Regions from separate parts of the Salvelinus alpinus genome. Here region 1 is linked to region 2. Evidence: chromatin contacts called from public Hi-C data. All regions are on one chromosome and are shown on one strand. Each heading gives the region's core, a stretch centred on a gene start, on an enhancer-like site or on the middle of the called end of the contact. The rest is flanking DNA. Distances are from core to core; before and after follow the strand shown. Region 1 holds the start of LOC139546370 (zinc finger protein 485-like). Region 2 holds the start of LOC139546094 (zinc finger protein 271-like).

What was found. A called contact is a pair of places that touch in the nucleus more often than the background predicts.
Region 1: a contact with region 2 is called in a Hi-C map of muscle, with 10 times the contacts expected there. The contact joins the promoter of LOC139546370 here to the promoter of LOC139546094 in region 2. A contact is called at or near these places in 3 of 3 Hi-C or Micro-C datasets (liver, muscle and red muscle).

Annotation. Positions count from the first base shown.
Region 1 is chr2:100,944,221-100,950,653 of SLU_Salpinus.1, reverse strand. It overlaps LOC139546370 (zinc finger protein 485-like), which reads left to right and starts at 4,570. Exons shown (of 3, transcript XM_071354699.1): 1 at 4,570-4,723. LOC139545999 reads left to right here. Exons shown (of 3, transcript XM_071354266.1): 3 at 1-746. The coding sequence ends at 682.
Region 2 is chr2:100,778,330-100,784,532 of SLU_Salpinus.1, reverse strand. It overlaps LOC139546094 (zinc finger protein 271-like), which reads left to right and starts at 2,853. Exons shown (of 3, transcript XM_071354286.1): 1 at 2,853-2,997; 2 at 5,157-5,371; 3 at 5,824-6,203. The coding sequence starts at 5,173.

The DNA of each region.
Region 1 (6,433 bases), core at 3,321-5,820, 160 kb before region 2:
CATCTCTGCAGCACTCCACCAATCAGGCCTTTATGGTACAGTGGTCAGACGGAAGCCACTCCTCAGTAAAAAAAACATGACAGCCCGCTTGGAGTTTGCCAAAAGGCACCTAAAGGACTCTCAGACCATGAGAAACAAGATTCTTTGGTCTGATGAAACCAAGATTGAACTCTTTGGCATGAATGCCAAGCGTCACATCACCATCCCTATGGTGAAGCATGGTGGTGGCAGCATCATGCTGTGGGGATGTTTTTCAGCTGCAGGGACTGGGAGACTAGTCAGGATTGAGGGAGAGCTGAACGGAGAAAAGTACAGAGAGATCCTTGATGAAAACCTGCTCCAGAGTGCTCAGGACCTTAGACTGGGTCAAAGGTTCACCTTCCAACAGGACAAAAACCCTAAGCACACAGCCAAGACAACCCAGGAGTGGCTTCGGGACAAGTCTCTGAATGTCCTTGAGTGGCCCAGCCAGAGCCCGGACTTGAACCCAATCGAAAATCTCTGGAGAGACCTGAAAATAGCTGTGCAGCGACGCTCCCCATCCAACCTGACAGAGCTTGAGAGGATCTGCAGAGAAGAATGGGGGAAAATCCCCAAATACAGGTGTGCCAAGCTTGTAGCGTCATATCCAAGAAGGCTCGAGGCTGTAATCGCTGCCAAAGGTGCTTCAACAAAGTACTGAGTAAAGGGTCTGAATACTTATGTAAATGTATTATTTTAAATAAATTTGCAAAAATTTCTAAAAACCTGTTTTTGCTTTGTCATTATGGGAGAGTGACATGTAGAGTGACGATGAAAAAAAAAATGATTTTATCCATTTTAGAATAAGACTAATGTAACAAAATGTGGAAGAATGAAAGGGGTCGGAATACTTTCCGAATGGTTTGTATATGAACGTAGCTGCCACTTCATTAAAGCCGTTAGATGCAGTTTATCATAGCGCACTGCTCTTTATTACGGGATTCCCTACCAGCAAGTTGGTTGGCCCTCTGTGACGTCATCACTGCATTCCCTACCAGCAAGTTGGTTGGCCCTCTGTGACGTCATCACTGCATTCTCTACCAGCAAGTTGGTTGGCCCTCTGTGACGTCATCACTGCATTCTCTACCAGAAAGTTGGTTGACCCTCTGTGATGTCATCACTGCATTCTCTACCAGCAAGTTGGTTGGCCCTCTGTCACGTAGGTAAATAAATTGCTGTTTTCATTTATAAAGCCCTTTTACAAAAAGTCTCACCGTACCTAACCTGTTTACCACACCCGGTCTCCGGGATGGTTAACTCTGGAAACTCCTTTGGTCTCTACTGAGTTAGTAGGTACATCAGCTTTTAGTTTTCTTGCACCTTACTTGTGGAACAATCTTCAAAATGTTGTTAAATTTGTTTTGATGCCGCTATGTGCAATTCAGAAAGCTGATTGAGGACCTTATAACTGATGAAAGAACAGGAAGAACAGTCTATGACCTGGGTGACTGGAGTCTCTGACAAGTTTATGGGCTTTCCTCTTACACCCCCTAGTATATAGGTCCTGGATTGCAGGAAGCTTGGCCCCAGTGATGTACTGGGCCATACGCACTACCCTCTGTAGCACCTTACGGTCAGATGCCGAGCAGTTGCCATACCAGGCGGCGATGCAACCAGTCAGGATGCTCTTGATGGTGCAGCTGTAGAACTTTTTGAGGATCTGGGCACCCATGCCAAATCTTTTCAGTTTCCTGAGGGGGGAAAAGGTTTGGTAGTGCCCTCTTCACGACTGTCTTGGTGTGTTTGGACACTGATAGTTCGTTGGTCATGTGGACGCCAAGGAATTTGAAACTCTCGACCCGCTCCACTACAGCCCCATTGATGTTAATGGGGGCCTGTTTAGCCCGCTTTTCCTGTAGTCCACAATCGGCTCCTTTGTCTTGCTCACATTGAGGGAGAGGTTGTTGTCTTGGCACCACACTGACGGTTCCCTGACCACCTCCCTATAGGCTGTCTCATCGTCGGTGATCAGGCATACCACTGTTGTTGTCAGCGAACTTAATGATGGTGTTGGAGTCGTGTTTGGCCACGCAGTCGTGGATGAACAGGGAGTACGGGAGGGAACTAATTACACACCCCATGAGGGGCCCCAGTGTTGAGGATCAGCATGGCAGACGTGTTGCCTGCCCTTATCACCTGGGGGCGGCCCATCAGGAAGTCCAGGATACAGTTGCAGAGGGAGGTGTTTAGTCCCAGGGTCCTTAGCTTAGTGATGAGCTTCGTGGGCACTATGGTGTTGAACGCTGAGCTGTAGTCAATGAACAGCATTCTCACATAGGTGTTCCTTTTCTCCAGGTGGGAAAAGGCAGTGTGGAGTGCGATTGAGATTGCGTTATCTGTGGATCTGTTGGGGCAGTATACAAATTGGAGTCGGTCTAGGGTTGTGGTCTCCAAACTTTTCATAGTCCCGTACCTCTTTAAACATTCAACCTCCAGCTGCGCAACCCCTCAAGCACCAGGGTCAGCTCACTCAAGTGTAGATCTTTGCCATCATTGTATGCCTGACACACACACTATACGATACATTTATTAACATAAGAATGAGTGTTTTTCACAACCAGGCTTGTGGGAAGTGACAAAGAGCTCTTATAGGCCCAGGGCACAAATAATCAATCATTTTGCTCTTTATTTAACCATCTTACATATAAAGCCTTATTTGTATAACTCACCACAGGTTAATGAGAAAGGTGTGCTTGAGGGGATGCACATAACTCTGCAATGTTGGGTTGTATTGGAGAGAGGCTCAGTCTTAAATCATTTTCCACACACAGTTTGTGCCTGTATTTAGTTCTCATGCTAGTGAGGGCCGAGAATCCACTCTCACATAGGTACGTGGTTGCAAAGGGCATCAGTGTCTTAACAGCGCGATTTGCCAAAGGCAGGATACTCTGAGCGGAGCCCAATCCAGAAATCTGGCAGTGCCTTCGGATTTAAATTCAATTTTCACAGAACAGTTTGTTGCAATTTCGATGAGGCTCTCTTGTTCAGATATCGGTAAGTGGACTGGAGGCAGGCAATGAATGGGATAACGAATCCAGTTGTTTGCGTCATCCGTTTTGGGAAAGTACCTGTGTAACAGTAAAGCTTTCATCCGTCCCCTCGCCCCTACCCGGGCTCGAACCAGGGACCCTCTGCACACAGACAACAGTCACCCACGAAGCATCGTTACCCATCGCGCCACAAAAGCGAACAACTACTTCAGGTCTCAGAGCGGGTGACGTCACCTATTGAAACGCTATTAGCGCGCACCACCGCTAACTAGCTAGCCATTTCACATCGGTTACACCTGCGTAATTGCACACCCATCTCACTCAGGTGCTTCGCTATATCACATTTGACATTGTCCGTAAGCTTGAGTTCATTTGCTCACAAAAAATCATACAATGATGGAAAGACCTGTGTGTTGTCCTTGTTAATGCAGACAGAGAAGAGCTCCAACTTCTTAATCATAGCTTCAATTTTGTCCCGCACATTGAATATAGTTGCGGAGAGTCCCTGTAATCCTAGATTCAGATCATTCAGGCGAGGAAAAAACATCTCCCAGATAGGCCAGTCATGTGAGAAACTCGTAATCATGCAAGCGGTCAGACAAGTGATTATGGTCAGTAAAAACTTTAAGCTCGTCTCTCTAAACGTGTCAACACTTTGCCCCTTGATAACCAGCTCACTTCTGTATGTTGTAAAAGCGTTACATGGTCGCTGCCCATATCATTGCATAGTGCAGAAAATACACGAGTCCAGGAGCCTTGCTTTAACTAAGTTAACCATTTTCACTGTAGTGTCCAAAACGTCTTTCAAGCAGTCAGGTATTCCCTTGGCAGCAAGAACCTCCCGGTGGATGCTGCAGTGTACCCAAGTGGCGTTGGGAGCAACTGCTTGCACACGCGTTACCACTCCACTATGTCTCCCTGTCATGGCTTTTGCACCATTAGTACAGATACCAACATCAGCAGCAGCTACGTTTGGCTACACACGGACCGTTAGTGGAGTTACCGTGAGAGAGCAGCGGTTAATGTGATTGGATGTTAATTATTTGACTAGGCTACCTGTATTTGACATTTTGTTATTTCACTGAACACTAGATGGTTTGATTTTATTTTTGGCAGTGAAACGAGGCTACTCAGGCGAGGGGGGGAAAAAACTAACCCAAATGTATAGCCCTGTTGGAAAATATTAATGGACTGTTTATTAATGTGAATCACATTTTTAATACCTGGTCTACGGTATCCGGAAGCATGCTGTTGTGAGCCATGACCAGCCTTTCAAAGCACTAAATGGCACTTCATGACTACTGTCTGTAACGCCTCTTCTTCGTTGAAAGTGTATTATGTTGGTAGATTGTCTTTATCGATGACAAGTCAGTATACTAACATTATGATAATAAAGGATAACAGATGCTATACACTGTTGTAATAATATAACATCACAATGCAGATAGAAATATCATGTAATGATAGCTGTCTTGTTTTGGTTGAAATATCTATTTTCGTTTGTTTTGCCTGACTTCTTTCCGTCAAAGGCCAGTAAAACATGCACAATGACTACGCTGATACGACACTCACGAACATTTCCTGCAGCATCTCATAATCCAGACCAAACTCACTCGGGAAAGTAGATACATTTTTTCGGTTTGCTCTACGAGACCTCACCATTTCCTCAAGTTCTTTTCAGCCAATCATTAGCTACAGAAAATCAGTTCCAGGTAACCTATTGTTAATTTCTAACTTTTTAAATTACGCTTGTAGCACGGTCTGTAAACCAACATATTCCATGATGAAACGGCAAGTGGTTGCGGAGGCCTGGCTTTGTTCTTATCCCAGCTAGCTAGCTAGCCGTTAGCCAGTTAGCTAGCTACACGATCTCTCGTTCGTGTAGCTAGCTAACTTTATTTCAGGGTCACGATTGAAGTGTGACTTTTATTTAATAGTTAGCCAGCTGTCGACTCATCGTGAGTAAAATGACTGTAGCGATGAATTGGCTAGCTAGCTAACCGGCTGCTCATTGTTTAGCCACAGATAGCCAAACCAAATAGTTGTATAACTAACCTTTCTAGGTAGCTAGCTAGCATAGTAGGACTAACCGTTGCTAAACTACCCGGCTACCGGTTTATGCAAACAGTTAATCCTTTGAACAAACCTATAGTGTATTTGCGCAAAATGGTACGCAGCATCATCTGGATATTTGTGCAACAAAAGTTCAACCTTCAGCTACTATTTCTGGCAAGCCGTCCACGTATGCACTTATGCATACGTTCGATAAATTCAACGTATGCACCACACAGAGTGCACCTCAACGCAAGGCAAACGCATTGTTCCGTTGGAAATTCATTATTGTACTTCTGGTGCACCAAAATGCAATGATGGTGGTGGCGTGATCAAGGTGTAACCATTTTTCCATAACGTTTTCAAAGCAAATTAAGAAGGAATGTCTACATAAGAATCCAAATTCGGGTTTCCATCAAAATAACCAAGATAAACCACAGCCTGTCGTTTCAAACTCTGTGAAATGCGCCGTGTGCAGTAACTCAATTGGACTTTGCACTCCTACATAAAAAAATAAGTCTACAACACTTAGTCAACTCTGTTCATAACAGATTCTAGTTTTGGGAACAGAACTGTATTGAGAGAAAATGTTTAACGATCGAGACAATTTACAGAATGTAGGTCAAAATCCATCTTCTCCCACTGCCCGCCAGTGGGCTTCCTCTCACTACCTAGTGAGTTGAACCACCAAGCAGATGCTTCATATTTATACCTCCAGGGAAATATCTGTCTCATTGTTCTTTCCGTGATACAGCTGTGACGCAGGCAAGAATAACTAAGTATTTCCAGGTCATGGATCTTCTTCTTCTATGGTATAATGGCATTCTCAACAATTGGATGTGCGTTCCGCCACCACCTGTGGGGGTGGATAATAAGGATCCGGGTATTTATTATATATATTTTTTATCAAAAAATACATTTGCTAAACAAAATCAACCTAGTTTCCTGTAAATTAAAAAAATAATAATAATAAAGAAGAAAAAAAATGCCCTAAACAGACTCAGAAGACTCCTGTGAGGACGGGACATTTCCTAGCGACAATAGTCCTTGCGGTGCTTCTGCCGTGAAGTCTTGGAGACCCAAAAACATATCTGCTGCAGATATGATGTCCAGCTTCTTGGACATCTTAGAGACTTGTGCTGTACAATTTAATCACTGTGGCTATAAATGCCACACAATACACCTTCTTCACAATGAGTGTATCCAGACAACTTGATTTGACTTAAAACACTAGCAACTGGTTGCAATGCCTCCCCCGCCATATCTTCAACACTGTTGCCTCTTTCGACTCTCTTCACCGCCTCCACATAGGAGATCAGCCATGATCCTTGACACCTCGACCTCCCTAACAGGACACTCAAGGAACTATG
Region 2 (6,203 bases), core at 1,604-4,103:
TGTTGTCATGTGTTGCTGCCATGCTGTGTTGTCATGTGTTGCTGCCATGCTGTGTTGTTGTGTCAGGGATTGTGTGCAGAGAGGTAGCGGAGTCAAGCGCAGGACACAGGTGTTGAGCAAAACAACGGCGTTTACTCAAAATACAAGCAAAAATTTCTCATAGGGAATATAACAAACCCACATGCACCAACAACAACCACTAACAAAACAAACAATCACAGACAGAACAGAAATGTATGCCAGAGGGTTAAATAGGGAACATGATAAGGGAATTGAAACCAGGTGTGTGTAATACAGACAAAACAAAACGAAACTGAAAAATGGATCGGTGGTGACTAAAAAGCCGGTGACGTCGACCGCCGAACACCACCCGAACAAGGAGAAGGGCCGACTTCGGCGGAAGTCGTGACATGTTGTCTTAGATCTCTCTTTGTGTAGTGTTGTCTCTATTGTCATGATGTGTGTTTTGTCCTATAATTTAATTTATTTTTATTTTTAATCACAGCCCCCGTCCCCGCAGGAGGCCTTTTGCCTTTTGGTAGGCCGTCATTGTAAATAAGAATTCGTTCTAAACTGACTTGCCCCGTTAAATAAAGGTTAAATAAATAGAGATGGAAATACAGGTATGATTTAAATCTACATGCATTCTACAATTGCTTAAGTCATTGTCATATCATTGTAATTATGCCGTGATGTCATTTTATATTTCCTATGTTCCTCTTTTTTTATTCCGTGTCATTCACAGGTGTGAGGCCAAAGTGCACCGCAGTCTGTAGAGAAACTCCACGAGCTGCTACAAGACCACGAGATGCTACAAGACCACGAGCTGCTACAAGACCACGAGATGCTACAAGACCACGAGATGCTACAAGACCACGAGCTGCTACAAGACCACGAGCTGGTTCAGTTGCTGCAGATTCAGCTGAACATCATGTCAGACAAGTGCAAAGTCATCCTGCAGCTTCTCCACATCTTCCAGAGCAGACGCCCCGTGATGACAAAGATCTTTCACTATTTAGAGGACTTGCAGATGAATATTGCAGCAAACAAATAACTACAGAATGAGGCTTGTTTACACTACTTTAACCCAGTTGACGACTTTGAACTTTGCTGTGAAAACAAAATATGTTGAGCACTGTTGAAGAGGCATACAGCAATGCAGAGGGGAAAAACGTACAAAGTACATGTGAGATGGACAGCCTGCCATGGAGGTCCTCCAAGAAGTTAGGGTGTTTGATCAACGTCACATTGTGTTTATGGTTGACAGAGTGTCCAGCTACAAGGCTCTTCCAGGCTTCAGTAAGGTACCACGAGATGAACTAGATGCCTTCTTGACCAATGTAGGACCAGCAGCACTGAGAGCCACAGTGAGATGTGGTTGTCGATTTGGATATCTTCTGGGATGGTCTTCAAGAGAGACTTCCTGTGCTGAGCACCCTGGCCAAACGCTACAAACATGCAGTCTCAAACTCGGCTGATGCTGAGCGAAGCAACAGTGTCTACAAACTTGTGTTGTCAAGCCGTAGGCGATCAACCTCTAACAACAACCTACGAGCCTTGGTCTTCATGTACCACAACCAACGACTCCGCAGTGGAGCAATTGATATGGAGGAGGATCAATCAATCAATCAAATGTATTTAAAGAGCCCTTCTTACATCAGCTGATACCACAAAGTGCTGTACAGAATCCCAGCCTAAAACCCCAGACAGCAAGCACGGTGGCTAGGAAAAACTCCCTAGAAAGGCCAGAACCTAGGAAGAAATGTAGAGAGGAACCAGGCTATGAGGGGTGGCCAGTCCTCTTCTGGCTGTGCCGGGTGGAGATTATAACAGAACATGGCCAAGATGTTCAAATTTTCATAGATGACCAGCAGGGTCAAATAATAATATGATTACATTGAGATATAGGCCTAGATGAGCCTGGCCCTTGGTCACCCCCCACCTCTGGTTATGTTCAGGAAAAAGAGCTGTGTTTGTTTTCAAAAAAGCACTTTGTATCTAATTGTTTTCATGGAAGATGAACTTGAGATATAATATAAATGCAGATTGGACCCCAGGTGTTTCTTTTGTCCTTGTTTAATATGTTTTAGTACCTACAGATTATGGGGGCATTTTGTTATGTTGGAACTCTGAGCTTCCACCCCTTTTTTTGTTCAGAAAAAGAGCTGTTTGTTCAGGAAAATTTGAGCACTTTCAATGTTTCTAATTGTTTTTGTATGATGTATTCTGCTTAAAATCTTCCTAAAACTGATCACATATGACTTTTTATTGCTTTATATGAAATTAACGTGAGAAAAAAAACATTGCAAAATGTTTCTCAGAATTTCTGAAAAGCTTCCACAAAATCAAACATTATTAATGTCAGTATAGTCACTTTAAATAATGCCACTTTAATGTTTACATATCTTACATTGCTCATCTCATATATGTATATACTGTATTTTATACAATCTATTGCATCTTGCCTATGCCTCTCGGTCATCGCTCATCCATATATTTATATGTACATATTCTTATTCCATCCCTTTAGATTTGTGTGTATTGGGTAGTTGTTGTGGAAGTGTTAGATTACTTGTTAGATATTACTGCACTGTCGGAACTAGAAGCGCAAGCCTTTCGCTACACTCGCATTAACATCTGCTAACCATGTGTGACCCATACAATGGATTTGATAGTAACATGATGATAAAGGATAACAGATGCTGTATACTGTTGTAATAATATAACATCACACTGCTGATAGAAATGTAATGATAGCTGTCTTGTTTTGGTTGAGAAATCTATTTTCGTTTGTTTAGCCTGACTTCTTTCCATCACAGGCCAGTAAAACATGCACAATGACTACGCTGATACGACGCTCACGAACATTTCCTGCGGTATCTCATAATCCAAACTCACTCGGAAAGTGGATACGTTTTTCCCGCTTCCTCTACGAGACCTCACCATTTCCTAAAGTTATTTTCAGCCAAACAATTAGCTACAGGAAATCAGTTCCAGGTAACCTATTGCTAATTATTATTATTTGTTTTAATGATGCTTGTAGCACGGTCTGTAAACCAACGCATTCAATGATGAAACGGAAGTTATTGCCGCGGCCTGTCTTTGTTGTTATCCCAGCTAGTTAGCCGTTAGCTAGCTAGCAACACATCTCCCGTCCAACCCGTTTGTGTAGCTAGCTAGCTAACAGGCTAACTTTATTTCAGGGTCACGGTTGAAGTGTAACTTTTATTTCATAGTTAGCCAGCTGTCGTGTCATCGTGCGTAAAATGACTGTTGCGAGGAATTAGCTAACCGGCTGCTCCTTGTTTAGCCACAGGCCTTTTGGTAGGCCGTCATTGCAAATAAGAATCAGTTTGTTGTTAACTGATTTGCCTAGTTAAATAAATAAAACAGATGTTTGGTTTAGCTATTTAGGTAACCAGCTAGTCAAATTAGCAGTACTAACCGTTGCTAAACTAACGTTTACAGGTGTTGTGCCGAAAATCACCCCCCTGCCAGAATTCAGCCCCCCCTAATGCGTGAACGCGCACGCACGCAATTCTACATTTTCTTGCCTGCCGAAAAGAAAATAGCCTTGCCGAACCCCCCCCCTTCTAATTTCCTTAATTTTGTGTCTAGAGTCAAATACTTCCTGTGGCACACACTACTGGTCAACATGAGCTACCAAAATACTTTATATAGAATAAACTTCGCGTCAGGATATGCAACCGAAATTAATAATTAATGTATGTGTGTTATATTAAACATAGAGTAAACGTGATCAGAAATCTCAACAAGGAAGCAAATCGCAGCAATGAAGAATTGAGTGCGTCCGCGTTCACGCGAAGGGGGGGATTCTGGCAGGGGGGAGATTTCCGGCACAACACCAGCTACCAGTTTATGCAAACGTCGAATCCCAATGCTTCGAACACACCTACAGTGATTTTGCGCAAAATGGTGTGCAGCAACAGTTCAGCCTTCAGCTACCATTTCTGCCAAGCCGTCCAGGCATACACTTTTATGTATACGTTCGATCAATTCAACGAATGCACTGCCTATGCAAAGCAATTCTGTAAAGCAAGCAGTATCCCATTGGAAATGAATGAATGTACTTCTGGTTGTACCAAAATACAATGATACTGTCGGTGTGATCAAGACGTAACACTTTTTCAAGCAAATTAAGAAGGAATATCGACATAACTTGTAGCGACATAAGAAGCAAAATTCCATAAAAATAATAAAATACAGTTGTGAAACAGGCAAGAATAAGGAAGTACTTCCGGGTCAAGGATGTTTTGGAATCCTTCAGAATAAGAGTCCCGTCATGGATATATGGATATACTGACAAGATGCATGTCTCTCCGCCCTAATAATGGGAGTAGTTGTCCACGCACGGTTGGCTGTCTAGCTCCCCCCTATCCTTTCTTTGAATTGGTCGATACATCTCATTATTGTAATCCTTTTTTGAATATTTGATGAGGGTTGTTGACGCCAACCGCCTGTATTCAATGGAGCGAGATGGATCAAATCAAATGTTATTGGTCACATGCACATGGTTAGCAAATGTTAATGCAAGTGTAGCGAAATGCTTGTGCTTGCAGTTCCGACAGTGCAGTAATATCTAACAAGTAATCTAACAATTAATCCATAACAACTACCCAATACACACACATCTAAAATCTAAGTAAAGGAATGGAATAAGAATACATATGTTCAAATTAGTCCTTGTGCTCCATGGAGTTGTATGGTTTGTTTAACTTTATTCATTGGTTTTTCATACATTTTAAAGTGACAACTCTGTGTCTACATCACTCTGTTACCTTGCAATTGCCCCTAATTCTATCACAAGAACATGCTTGTGTTTCTTATAGCCTATAGGCGAATGTTTGAATAGGCTCCTGAGGATGGGGTGGTAATTTCAATCACTGAGTGTATCATATATTAGTAATGAATTTGAACTGAATGTTTGTACTCAACAGCCAGTGTTTTTCTTCACTTATGGCCTAATCTGACTGGCTGTTGTCGTCAATCCTATATTTATTTTATGGAAAAAGGTTTCCTGCTGGACGGGATGTGTGGTCAGCTAGCTTAGATACATTTTTGTTGTCTTTTCCAGAGCTATACCACGACATAGGTTTGTGAAAATCACCTTGAACTGGTTGGGTCTCCTCTTTTAGATCTATCCAGCCTACCATGTCTGAACCAGGTTCTGGTTGTGGTGTTCCAGCCCAGAGAAGCTCACAGCTGGGTCCAGAGTTGCTGTCAGTGAAGCTGGGGCACTGCAGTCAAACAGTGGAACTCAATGTGATTGTCAAAGAGGAGGAGGAGGAGAGAGAAATCAATGAGGGGGAGGAGGAAGAGCGAGAGGAGGACAGGGACTCTGTTGACTCAGGTAAATTCAGGCTAAAATCCTCTTTGGTTCAGAGAGTTGAACAACCCAAAATAGCCATTGATTTTCTGATTCATTAAGAAATGTAAACTTAGATATGTTTTGGGTTGTTAAGTCAATTAAATGATGCCAATTTCAAGTTAATCTTTTAAAAAATATATATATTTCTGAATATTTAGGCAAGTTAGCTGGCTAACTCATTGATTCTGCTTTGTATTATACCCCTCAGGCTTCTGTATGTGTAAGAGGGAAGGCGAGTGTCCACTGACCATTTGGCAATGCATTGTAATTTCACAATGACATTATCTATGTGTGATGCTATGCAACAAGCCCCTTGCAAAGTATTTATCTCAATACTCTGTTAATCCAAATTAATGTTGAATCCTGCGTTGGTAAGCTTAAAGCCTTTGTTTCTTTGCCAGTTTCTGACCATATATATGTTCATATTCTTACAGGAGAGATCCCCAACCCAGACACCGTCAACAAGCCCAGTTCCACAGCATCAAGACTACCTGGGCATGGGAGTTACTCGTGTCCTCAATGTGAGAAGAGTTTCAGTTCCTCAACTATTCTAAAGAATCATCAAAGAGTACACACTGGAGAAAAACCTTTTCACTGCTCTGCATGTGGGAAGAGTTTCAGTGAGAAAGTAAACCTTAAGAGACACGAGAGAGTACATAGTGGAGAGAAGCCTTACCACTGCACCCAATGTGGGAAGAGCTTCAATCATTCTGGAAGCCTTAAGGAACATCAAAGAGTACATACAGGGGAGAAACCTTACCACTGCACTCTTTGTAGGAAGTATTTCAGTCAGCCAGGAAGCCTTAAGAAACAT